Linked DNA regions of Zea mays: region 1 is linked to region 2. A link is a contact called in public Hi-C data. All regions are on one chromosome and are shown on one strand. Each heading gives the region's core, a stretch centred on a gene start, on an enhancer-like site or on the middle of the called end of the contact. The rest is flanking DNA. Distances are from core to core; before and after follow the strand shown.

Evidence for each region. Hi-C and Micro-C count contacts between places; a contact is called where the count stands out from the background.
Region 1: a Hi-C map of tassel shows a contact between it and region 2, with 7 times the contacts expected there. The contact joins the promoter of LOC100273300 here to the promoter of LOC100273873 in region 2. A contact is called at or near these places in 2 of 25 Hi-C or Micro-C datasets (endosperm and tassel).

Annotation. Positions count from the first base shown.
Region 1 is chr9:106,547,167-106,550,504 of Zm-B73-REFERENCE-NAM-5.0, reverse strand. It overlaps LOC100273300, which reads right to left and starts at 1,983. Exons shown (of 7, transcript NM_001360231.1): 1 at 1,445-1,983; 2 at 1,224-1,358; 3 at 939-1,004. The coding sequence starts at 1,897.
Region 2 is chr9:106,214,991-106,218,081 of Zm-B73-REFERENCE-NAM-5.0, reverse strand. It overlaps LOC100273873, which reads right to left and starts at 1,312. Exons shown (of 3, transcript NM_001360480.1): 1 at 1,163-1,312; 2 at 197-323; 3 at 1-108. The coding sequence starts at 29.

The sequences.
Region 1 (3,338 bases), core at 734-3,233, 330 kb before region 2:
TGCTGTCCTTGCAATGAAACTAATGGTCAAACCACCGCGGCAGCAATGGCACGCACCAACCGTTCCCCATAAACTCCACACGCCAACGAAAGCACAACCATCGGCCATTCCTCCCAACTGGCGCCTATCCAGCCACCTCCAGTCCTCCACGCACGCAGCCTTGCCTCCACATCCCCGCACCCAAGGACGCAGACCCATAATCCATAACGTTATCGCGAGCGCAGCGCAAAAGCGGATAGCAACACTCCATCCAGGATGGAAGCCTCATGGCGTCGACCAAGCCAGCCCCCATTCAAGCTACCTGCCCCCGGCACCTTTCAAAGCGCCTGCTTCATTCTGCCCAGACAATCACGCCCAAGGCACAGTTAGGTACGCCGGATCACGATGCCTCTCCCATATCTATCGCCCACAATGGCGCCGAGACGAGGCGGCCGCCACGATACCCCCATTTCCATCCCACCCCCGTCGTGCAACACGACCCATATGGACGTGTCGGGCGCACGATGCCAGAATAATCAGGCACCGCCACGTGTTGGAACGCATTGCATCTAAGGTGTTTCCCCGCGTTGGTATATGGTTTATTTTCGCAACCAGCGAGGCAAGCAGACGACTCTAGTCTTCTCTGCACGGCCGCGTTGCACACTTTACACGGGGCGCCGAGCGAAGGGAAGGAAAAAAAAATGAACATTCAGAGATGGCCTCTGAAAAGCAGTAAAATGACCACCGGAAGCAGGGAGAGCAGGGTCCTTGGGCGCGTAGGAGAACGGAGAGCAGGAATTTACACGACGCTAGCTAGGCCACATATACGGCGTAGGTTTAGGCTTTCCTTCCAAAGGCAATGCTCTTGCTCAGTACTCAAATTGAAGGTGGGGCGTGCGAGATGCAGATAGGAGTAAAGATGAGGGGGGGTAATAGATGGTGAGATAATGGAGGCACACCTTACTGCAGCCGGGGACCAGCTCCTTGAGCAGCTCCATCCTCGCATTGATCTTCTCGCGTCTCGCCTGTTGAGTGAATATTTTTTGTTTGTGAAGGCAGAAAAGGTAATCAACTTTTTGTCATACTGGAGAAGAAGAATGCAGGCGAATAATCAAGTGATTAGTGGCGAAAGCGACCCTGAAAAGGGGTCTACCGGCGACGTCACCACGTCCTAATCACCCAATCATTGGCATAAACCCCTCCCATGACATGAGCTTGCGCGGTTAGCGGCTCGGCGAACTCACCCGCTCGGCGAGGCTGTGGCTGTCCGTGGCCTGGCCCCGCCTGGCCCGCACGTGCACGTACGCCGGCTTCTCGTCGTCGCCGTCGCCGCCCGCGAGCTTCTCCTCCGCCGTCTTCCCCTTCTTCGCCGCCTTCCCCTGCGGCCACGGAGCAATCAGAGCCAAGGTCCGGCGGCGATGCCTAGCGAGGTCTGGAAATGCAGACGCGCGATGTAGTACCCTACCTTGGAGGCACGGTCGACGGGGTCGGCCTTGCGCTTGCCGGCGTTAGCGGCGGCGGGGAGGGGCCGGGCCGGGGACGTGGAGGATGGGGACGGGGACGGGGGCGCGAACGTGGATAAGCGCGCGGCGCGGTCCACGAGGTGCGGGTCGGAGGGGAAGGTTGGCGCGGGCGCTGTGGCTAGGGCGGGGGGCGTCGTGCGGGGGAGGAGCAGCTCCATGGCCTGCGAGGTGGGGAGTCCCAGCAGCGCCGTGAAGGAGCCTCCGCCTCCGCGGGCGCCCGCGGTGGAGGCATTGGCAGGGGCCAGCGCCGCCTGGATCTCGCCCCCGGCGGCGGGGAGCTCCTGCGGCGGCGAGGCGGGGCGCATCGGCGCGGCGGAGGCGTCCGGGACGAGGGAACGAGGGGAGGAGGACACGGGAGCAGAGGCGGAGGCGGGGGTAGGGGAGAGTGGCGCCATTATTTATAGGGGGGCCGGCGCTGAGGCGAGAGGTGGTGTCACTCACTGGTGTGCCGTGCGCGCGTGAGCTGCTGCTGCTGCGTTCGCAGTTCGCACTCGCACGCCCTGGCTCGGTGGCTCCTCCTCCGCTGGGGTCAAGGAAGGAGAAGATTGGAGAGGTAGGGACCTAGGGAGAGGAGAGGAAGCCCAGGCCCAGGAGGGGTGGTTAGAGCGTGTTTGCCACCTGTACCCGGCTTGGCCCGTTCAACTAGCCCAGGTTTGGGCTGTTAGGTTCTGCTGTTCTAACGCACCATGTTTGTATCCATACATCAAACCAGCCCGATCTAGATAAACTGTTTGCCACTCATCATACAATCAGCCTCAAAGCCCAACTACCAGCAACTGCCAAATCGAGATCGTGTTTAGAAGTTGGATGTGGTCAGCCTGACCCTTACAGCGAAATAAGCGAGCAATAATTTGTATGATCATTACAACAGTTGTTATCAATTAAACCATACAATTAGTGCCGATTAAAGCACTTGGCCTCAGACAAATTAAAATTCATCATTTTTATAACATTGATGGCTACACTGTACAATCAAAATAGGAAGCAGAGAAGAACATCTCCATATGCAACATAGTGAGACACATTTCTCAATCCTAGCAAAGAAACAAGATTACAGAAACAGAGTATACAAAGCAAAAGTGCATGTAGCCAGCTAAAGCCTTTGTCCATTCTGTCAATCTGTCATCATGGGCCTAATTAGTAAGACACAACAGCTAACCGTGTTAGCTAAGGCTTGCAAAGGAAGAAGATCACATAAATAGGTAAGAGAAAGCAAAATCACATGCATCTAGTTCTAACGCACCCCTTGCTCAAAACCTAAAATGCCTCAGTCAACTGCTTAGTCATAGTGATAGCAAACATCAGTGACGAACATCATTGGTTGTGTTACCAATATGATTGGCCTCAGCTTATGAATATGGTGGTTGTAATTTTTTTGTTCAAGTCATTGGTGGTTGTCATCTAAGCAATAACAACAAGCAGCGAATGCAATGGAGAAAACCAAGACGAACACAGACCTTGAGAATCAATCTCAAACTCAACAAAGGCAAATGAACATAATAGAAAACCACCTCATTACATAGTTGTTCGCACAATAAACCATTAAGTCTAGAAACAAAGATAGGCAAATAAATGGGACAAAAACAACATGATAAATTAGCTAGTTCATGTATCAAATAACGTAGCCAACAGAGCCTACACAAATAGTGCCTTACAATAACTTTGAGCCCAACAACTTAGGGCTCAAATGGTGTCCATGTCACCCAAATGTTACCTGTTGTTAGCCACCCTCCTAGGTAAATTGGACAAAATGACTGGTGGGAGTAAACCAATCAACCAGACTGCATAAATAAACAACAAACTATTCCTAGATGTAGTCAAAAGAAGAGAGAGTGG
Region 2 (3,091 bases), core at 63-2,562:
TCCGGACGGAGCGGTGGCCTCTGCATCATCTTGTTCGAAGACAAGCTTACACCAAACTTCTACTCACGGACTTGACAAAGTGCCAAGAAAACCCAGTCGTCGCTTGTCCTAAGAAAAGTAAACAGCTAGCTTTAGATAGTTGCTACAAGGAAAGAACATTAATGAACAATAATATGAATTAAGATGAAACTACTACCTCTGCAACAAACTTGTCGTGCTACACGGCTTAAGAGTATTTTGAACATTTCCTCATCTTGCTCTGCGGGGGGGGACCATTTGAATTGAAGAGAATGACCTCCACATCACCATTCAGGGGAAAAGACCTGCAGCAAGTATATGAAGCTGGAATGAACAAACCAGGTCTGCATTTCACTCAGTCTAAATCCCGCCTGAGAACTGCAGCCATCTGACTTCAGATATTTAGAAAACATCGCAACAGACGGATAGTGACTAAGCGAAGCATTACCGAAAAAGAAAAAGAATAAAGAAAGAAACCCTGAAAAGTAGCCATCTTTAGTAGCTGCGCACCAAACCAAGGAGGAGGAGTTTGGTCCATCGTAAAAGATAAACTAGACTCGACAGCTACTGCAGTGAGAAGCCGAAGTATTTCTAAATAAGTATATTTTTTCTTTTAATTTTGAAGGGAAGAGTAAACGGAACTCAGCGCACATGAAAGTTAAAACAAATACAGATCTAAAAACACCAGCGAGCAAAGAGCCAGCATCTTCCTCAGCGTTGCAAGAAGCAAAGAGGTACAGATGGGCACCAATAATTACATAGCTTTACCTTTTTCAAACTCGCTAGCCTTCTTTTTTTCAGCTTTTTCCCACTACCGCCCTCATATCAACGATGACCTAAGAAGCAAAAAAAAACAGATCCCACGCCATTACCACCCTAAAGAGCTCAAGACAACAGAGAAACCACCACGCCTGTGGGGTAAAGGTTAAAGGCCTAACCCCTTGAACCACGCCGCGCTATGCCGGCCGAGCAAACGCAAATTCCTGCAGCTACTCGGGGAACAGGGTCGGACCAAGGAACCGCGGTCGCGACCACCGGCATTACCATTTCCCCTCACAGGCTCGAAGAGACCAGTAGAATGGAACCAACCACGCGGGACGAAAAAGCCTGAGGGCAAAAACACAGGGATCTTTGGGCTGCTTACCGATATCACGCGTAGAGGCGCGCGGCGAGGAGGACTCAGAAGCTTCGTCGGTGGACAGGACGACGGATTTGCGCAAGGTCTTTTTCGGGTTTTTCTTGCGAGCAAAAACAAAGGCAGTAGAGAGGAGAGAGAGAGGGAGGTGCAGAGGAGGGTACTAGAGGGGCGTGGAGTGCTCGATCGACGGGGACGAAGTGGAGTGAGGGCGGGGTTTTGGTTTTGGGAGCGCAAAAGCCCCTCACCGGTCGGCGCTTTTCAGCGGAGGCCCTCGGCCTTGGTAGGATTTTGGTGGAAGGACCGGTCGTCTGCCTAGGGTTCCGTGCCAGCTCAATCTGCATTGTCGTTTTCTGTAGCTTTTGACGTGGGGTGGGCTTCGTCGCCATTTGTTGCATGGTATACTCCCTCCCGTTCTAAAATTCTTCTAAAATTCTTGGCGTTTTGGACATAATCTCATGTAACAAGAGATAAGAGTCATTAATTATAATGCACATTCTTTGTACTACCCATATTGAATAGTTTAATGTACTACTTACAATCAACTTCCGAGCACGCTATCTACTTGCTTCTCTTGTTAGTGTCAATTTACAACGAGTTCGACCAACTGCTTCGTCGTTAAATATGGCAATGGGCCCGAAACCCGAAAATCTCTGATTTGTAGCTAGTAATATGATGGTTTCTCTACTTGCATGTATGTTAGTGGGTAAAAATCTCTACCCGTTGGGTAGACATGTATGAGAATTGGTGGTGTACCAGTGGGTAAAATATACTCACATCATACTATTATTATCAATAATAGAGCACATCTTAGCTAAAAGAAAATCCTTCTCCGGATATTATTTGTTTAACTATTACTGCCAGTTTGGGAACCTCAAAACCGGAGGGGATTGAAGGGGCTAAAATCTCCTCTTTATTCAATTTTAAATAAAAAGGAGATTTTAGTCCCTTCAATCCCCTCCGGTTTTTGGATTCCCAAACTAGCCCTTAAGTTATATAATCACATGTTTGCTATATTTTAAGATTAGCTTATATTTGTGTGTCTATTTGACATTTTAAGAAATAGAAATATTAGAATATAAGATCTTTTTAGTGGGTATAGGTTATTAAAATTACTCGCACGAGTTTAGATATAGAACAGATTTAATACGTGCAAGCGTATATGGATAACCCAAATAGTATAATTTTTATTGATGGTATTACCAACAGATACTCGCCGTAGCAGCAAACGGCCCGGGAGTCACGCACCGCACATAAACGAATTAGGCGTAAGCATGGAGGGCCTTGGCGCAAAATATCCATAACCGCGCGCCCGCCCTGCACGACCACGGGAGGTCGAGACAGCACTCACTCGATGGTACCGTGCCCCGCGCCCCCGCCCCCACGCGACAGCTCGGGGGCCCGCCGTGTATATTCGCGTCGGTCTGCCCGTTCCACTTCTCTCTCTCTCCCTCGCTTTGAAATCCGAAACCGGCGTGCGCTCGCGTCGAGGACGGGCGTGCGCGGATTTGCCGAGCCATGGACCGCGGTCGGGCTCGGGCACGTGTTGTTTCCGTCTTGCCGCGCTTGGACCGAGCCCAGACGCCCCCGGCCAACTCGGCGTGGGCCTGGCGCAGGGTTTAGCTCTGGCCTGCTTTTAAAAACCGGCGAGGCCCGAGAAGGGCGGCACGACCAGGCCCGTGAGAAGAAACAGGGTAATTTTTTCTACTGTCAGGTCTGCAACGGAGTGAAACCATTCACATTCTCAGAAAAGAAAAGCAAAATCATTGGCAAAAAAAAAACTGCGGAAAATAAAAGGAACATTGTTAGTATGGTACAAACCCTGAACTACGGATGCTGTAAACGCTCATTTAATTAGGTTGGATGGTTAGACTCGTTTACTACTTTCTAAGTAGATGTACATTTATTCAAAAAAAAATTGTACAATAGGAAAGTTTA